2 separate regions of the Sus scrofa genome follow, and region 2 is linked to region 1. A link is a contact called in public Hi-C data. All regions are on one chromosome and are shown on one strand. The core of a region is the stretch at or near the end of the contact, and the rest is flanking DNA. Distances in the headings are between cores, read along the strand shown. Region 1 holds the start of TIPIN (TIMELESS-interacting protein). Region 2 holds the start of RPL4 (60S ribosomal protein L4).

What was found. A called contact is a pair of places that touch in the nucleus more often than the background predicts.
Region 2: a contact with region 1 is called in a Hi-C map of epiblast stem cells, with 2.4 times the contacts expected there. The contact joins the promoter of RPL4 here to the promoter of TIPIN in region 1. A contact is called at or near these places in 1 of 5 promoter capture datasets (liver), 20 of 47 Hi-C or Micro-C datasets (alveolar macrophages, blood, embryonic fibroblasts and 9 more) and 2 of 2 datasets of contacts at active chromatin or transcription factors (alveolar macrophages and skeletal muscle).

Annotation. Positions count from the first base shown.
Region 1 is chr1:164,367,774-164,370,603 of Sscrofa11.1, reverse strand. It overlaps TIPIN (TIMELESS-interacting protein), which reads left to right and starts at 1,307. Exons shown (of 8, transcript XM_013993315.2): 1 at 1,307-1,399.
Region 2 is chr1:164,480,110-164,483,056 of Sscrofa11.1, reverse strand. It overlaps RPL4 (60S ribosomal protein L4), which reads left to right and starts at 1,292. Exons shown (of 10, transcript XM_005659862.3): 1 at 1,292-1,581. The coding sequence starts at 1,579. ZWILCH (protein zwilch homolog) reads right to left here and starts at 1,272. Exons shown (of 19, transcript XM_021100319.1): 1 at 980-1,272. The coding sequence starts at 1,032.

The sequences.
Region 1 (2,830 bases), core at 58-2,557:
TAAGTCCCTATCCTACCCTGTCTTATATACCATGTTCCCATACCCACAGATAGTACTTATTCTCCCTCAGTGTGTGTGTACACACCCATGCAAGCAAATACCAATATATTTGGACTCACTTTAGTTATTATTTTTTTGTCTTTTGTCTTTATAGGGCCTCACCCGAAGCATATGGAGGTTCCCAGGCTAGGAGTCTAATTGGAGCTGCTGCTGCCAGCTTATGCCACAGCCATAGCAGCGCCAGATCTGAGCCACATCTGCGATCTACACCACAGCTCATGGCAATGCTTAACAAACTGAGCAAGGCCGGGGATCGAACCCACAACTTCATGGTTCCTAGTCGGATTCGTTTCTGGTGCACCATAACGGGAACTCCCTGGACTCACTTTAAAATAAAATTGGAGTTCCTAGCAGTGGCTCAGTGGAAACTAATCTGACTAGTATCCATGAAGACGCAGGTTCAATACCTGGCCTCGATCAGTGGGTTAAGGATTAGGCCGTTGCAGTGAGCTGTGGTGTGGGCCCGCTGCTGCAGCTCGGATTGAACCCCTAGACTAGGAACCTCCACATATGCCCGCTGTGCGGCCCTAAAAAGACAAAGAAAAAAAACAGGTAACATATTTTTGACATTCTTTGTGCCTGCAATCCTAACACTAACTCTTTACAGCCCCTTTTCTCAGCTCATTATTCAGTAATTAATAGAATAATAGAATTTTTTTTTTTTTTTTTGTCTTTTGGCCGCTTCCCGCGACATATGAAGGTTCCCAGGCTAGGGGTCGAATCGGAGGTGTAGCCGCTGGCCTAAGCCACAGCCACAGTCACTCTAGATCCGAACCGCATCTGCGACCACAGCTCACGGCAACGCCAGATCTTTAACACACTGAGCAAGGCCAGGGATCGAACCCGCAACCTCATGGTTCCTAGTCGGATTCGTTGATTCACTGCGCCACGACGGGAACTCCAATAATTAATAGAATTCTTATGCTCAAAAAGTTGTTAGTAACTCTGAAGAATCGGTAGTTTCTCATTAAATTCCGTTTGCTTTTATCCTTTATAATCCATCCACAATTCAATTTTCTAAAAACCTGAGACCTTTTCCAAAGTATAGAGCACCTAAAGCGTAGGGAACAAGAACTTCACGACAAGACGGCTAAACTCGAACGAATTTCAGAGAGTGGAAGCGGTGAGGAGGAGAGCGGTGCAATGGACAGGATACCCCAAAAGGCGGGGACAAAAATGAATGGGCGGGGCGTTGGAGAGAGGCGGATCCGGTAGGCCCCGCTGGGGATTGCGCAAATTTGGCGCCAACTCTAAGGGAGCGTCTCGCGAGAGTCTCGCGAGAAACGTGTTTTCCCCTCCGCGCCAGGCGCAACGCTGTGGCCGCTGCAGTCCGCTTGAGGTGAGAGGCGGGCAGGCGGGCAGGCGGGCGAGTGGAATTCCCGAGGAGGAAGGAGGGCTTTAGGCTGGGGAGCGGGGATGCCGGCTGTCGCAGGGAAGGATAAGGACATGACAGAGACCGACCCTGGGCTAATAGGGGCTGGAGAGGAATGGAGGCCTGACTGGGTATAACCTGTGGGGAGATGAGGTTGGTGGGGACAAGAGCGGGCACTTGTACTTTTTGTTTCTGTCTCGGGCCTGCCTCTAACCAAGGTAGAGGAAGGGAACGTGTGTCAGGTCTGAACAGGGGCTTCTTAATATAGGAGGCATCCTGTGAATGTACAGTGAATGAATGAGTGTGGTTGAACTAAGAGAGGATAGACAGTGGAGCTACGACGAGGAGAAGGTTGGAGGAGAGGGATGGGATGGGAAGTTTTGAGGTTTTAGGGCTGGTTAGCAAATGAAGTCGTTGAGTTATTCTGGTAGCACTTCCTGGCGAAAGGGGCTTCTGTTTTGGTAACTTGGAAAAAGTTGGACTTTGAATCGCCAAAGGTCTGGGAATGAATTATAGTTTGGAATTTCTTTGTTAGGGGAGATCCCATTGTAGCTCAGTGGAAACAAACCCCAGTAGTATCCATAAGGAGGCGAGTTCCATCCCTGCCTCCGGGTTCAGTGGGTTAAGGATCCGGCGTTGCTGTGAGCTGTGGCTGTGGCATAGGTTAGCAGCTACGGCTCCGGTTCAACCCCTAGCCTGGGAACCTCCATATGCCACACCTGTGGCCCTTAAAAAAAAAAAAAATTGTTAACTTTCACTCCTTTGGGAGTCTGAGTACTAGAGGAGGAAGTGAAGAGAATTTCATCAGTGTCTAAAATTACGTTCTATTTGAGAAATTTGAAAGCTGTGAAGTAAGATGCCACTACTTTGGACCTCTGATGTGATGCCTAGAATGGAGATAAAAAGTTAGCATATCATCTGTAAGTGATTATTAGAACCATGTGGGTAACTGAGTGAAGAGGGCCTAGGATGAAGTCTTGGATACTTAATGACCAGGTTAGAGGAAGATGAATCTGCAAAGAAGATCCAGAAGGAGTGTCCAGGAAGGGAGGAAAGCAAGGTGAGTACTGTTGCAGAAGTCACTTTTCTAAGAAAAACATCTGATCAAAAGTGTTCAGATGTTTCTGAGAGGTCAAGTAAGGTGGTACTGAAAAGCATTCTTCCAGGTTATCAGCTTGAGGATTATTTCCATTTCTTCAAAACAAAAACAAAAAACCTTTAAAAAAGAAGACCAATATGTAAACAGTATTTTTTTTTTTTTTGCTTTTTAGGGCTGCCCCCGAGGCATGTGGAAGTTCCCAGTGTAGGGGTCGAATGGGAAGTACAGCTGCTGGCCTATACCACAGCAGTAGCAACTCAGGATCCTAGCCCCATCTGCAACCTGCACCACAGCTCATA
Region 2 (2,947 bases), core at 43-2,542, 110 kb before region 1:
TAAAAAGTACACCTGTGACTGCCTCACTTTGACTTTTTTTTTTAGGGCCGCACCCGTGGCATATGGAGGTTCCCAGGCTAAGGGCTGAACCGGAGCTGTAGCCGTCGGCTTACACCACAGCTAAAAAAGCTACAGCTCTTTCTATAATGTTGAAAAAAATCGACAAGCACTACCACTTCTGTAAGCAGTAAAAAAAAAGCAATAAACAATGAAAAAGTATGGCACTTAGAAAATAAGGGGTTAGATTACAGCAAAAACGCAAATTCTTTACAGATCCCACCCAGACTTACTAAATCAGAAACCCTAAAAGTAGGCCCAGCAATCTGTTTTGGCAACCCGCCAGGTGATTCTGACACAAGCTCAAATTTGAGAACTACCGGACTAGATTTTTACTTTGGATGTAGACAGAACTGGATGGAATCTCCTTTGGTACTGGTACTTCACTCTAAAAATAAAATGAGGTCTTCGAGCACTGTGAAATAAAGATGCTTTAAAGGGCCGACACACGATCACTATAGCATTCTAGCTGTTGTTCCTTTCATAATTTCTATCCTGAATAGACTATAACAACACGTTTCACACTAGCAAGGCTTTAAAGAGATGAAGGATATCAACATCTAGTGCTCCATATCCTGACAGGTGCCTCTAACACCACGAGTGTGTGTGTTTATCAGAATAACTCGCCTCTTGGAAAACCTGTCACCTTCCACCTCGAGTGACAGCGTACAGATGTTTTTTTTTTAAAACAAGACTACAAGCAAGCCCCACAGGGCCAATCCCCACAATGGAGCAGATAACAAACCTCTCCTCAGCTCCCAGACCCCAGGAAAGCTGACTAGGCGGCAACATTCGCGCCGCTGGAAACAGGCGAGGCGTTAATCCCCAAGGCTGCGTCTAGAGGATTGGGGGGAGAAATGAGATACCCCGAGGAAGAGGTGCTGTGCTCAGAGCCAAGCCAAAAGCAAGGGTTATAACTCACTTCAGGAGAAGAGCGTAAAACTCTTCAGCAGCTTGGTTCATTCGCAACCACATCTTGCACCCGTCGCACTGCCGAACCGGAACCGCCAATCTGAAATACGCGCCCGACGCTGACGTCCGGGGTCATGACCCCCCCTCCAGAACTACTTTTACCCCACCCCCAAAAGCTCTCGTTTGTTCACAAAGTTAAACTTTTGTTTTATAACACACCGCGGCTTTTCCTGTCCCAATAGTTTTCCATTCCCGTAAGAAAAAGTTAAAATAAGTTTTAGCGGTTTCGGGGAAAAAGATACTGATCTCGCGAGAATTGGCCACGCCCCCTTGTGGATTACTCCGCGAAAAAGAGTCCCTCGGTTGTAAGAGCTCTTTTGGCTTTGAAAATTAATAGAAACCGCAATTTGACACCTATTCAGAAATAATACTCTACTTTTTTATTTATGTAGAGTCGTAGAGAGATATTTTGTGTCCCTGAATCGGTTCTGAGACGGGGCAAGGTGGGGGACGAGTTGAAGATTACATATAGAGTGAGAGTGCTAAGCACTTCCTTTTCCTGTGGGAGCCGCCGGGTTGAGAGGAGCGTGGCCTTCTCCTCTCCCCACCATGGTGAGTGGAGTTCTTCTCGGTTGGGCTTATTTTCTGCTCAATGGGCCTGGCAGGAATGGGTTTGGGGTTTCAGGGCATGAGGTCTTCAAGGCGGGAACAAATGATGGGGGCTAAAGTCGTCTGTTTGCGGCTGGGACCTGGGTAGCGCGGCTCTATGGCAGCCATCTTAGAGGCAACGTGTGCGAGTCGGCGCCCGGCGCGCCTGGAAGCGACTCCGGAGAATCCTCCCCAGATAGTTCTCGGGCGCAGAGGGACCTTTGGAATCCGATCTTTCCTTCGATCTTAGAAGGCATTGGTTCCGCTGAAGACTTGGAAATTCTCGGGGCCTAAAACAGTCTGGGTGAAAGAGTTAGTTTGGGTCCTTGTATCTCCGTGAGCTGTTAAGCAAGGAACATTTATCTCTTTTGAGAAATTTCCTTAAGAAAAATATTTTGTTTCACTGCCTAGATTGGCTAGCTCTTGTGGCATTTAGTAAATTGAGCCTAGTTTATTCATGGTAAGGGTCTTAAAATGTTTATGCTCAATATAAAGGATGGTTTGATACTAGGTTTTCCTTGCAATGATGGCGTAATTTGCGTCTTACTCTGTTCTCAGCGACAGTTGCCTGCTGTCAGTAAGCTGGTTCAGAAGGGTGACGAAAATTCTACTGAGCAAGGCATAATCTGTTCTTAATTACTAAAGTTTGAGAAATGAGATTCTTAACTCGGAAAATAGATGTGTCGTGGGGGCCTCATGTTTGCGCCAACCAAGATCTGGCGATGTTAGTACCGCAGAGTGAATTAATTGTGTGTCAGCTTAAGATCTGCCTCTGAAAGCGTTCTGGTCCTTTTGGCTTAGAAGTTGCATTTCCACAAATACAGTCTGCATGCACCATGTGTCCTGGGGAGTTGAGTGAACAAAACAGTCAGAAAGCACTATCCTTATGATGCATCCGTTGTAATTGAGTTGGACAAAATGGATTGTAATGTTTGGTGGCATTAAATGATGTAATCATAGGCAATGAGAGAGGAGGCAGTAGTTGGGCTTCAGTGATCTGAGAAACCTTCAAAGTGGCCTGAAGTGTAGGTATGGGGGAGGGTATCTTTAAGAAGACTTGTTAACTCTGAGGCAGGAGGGGGATATCTCTGAGGTAGGTCTGAGTATCTGGAAGAGAGTATGGGAGTTGAGGTTAACAGGTGGCTGGTGTGGGTCATCCTCAGAGTCTTAGTTAACTTTGAGGGAGTAAGTCCTTGGAGAAGATTATGTAAAAAGTAACATGACTGGCGTTTTTACTAGTAAGTTTTGGAAGATGTTTTTGGAATGGGATGAAGGAAGCAAGGATGGATATTTGGAATAGAGCTCTGTTAGATCAAATTTGCTTATATTT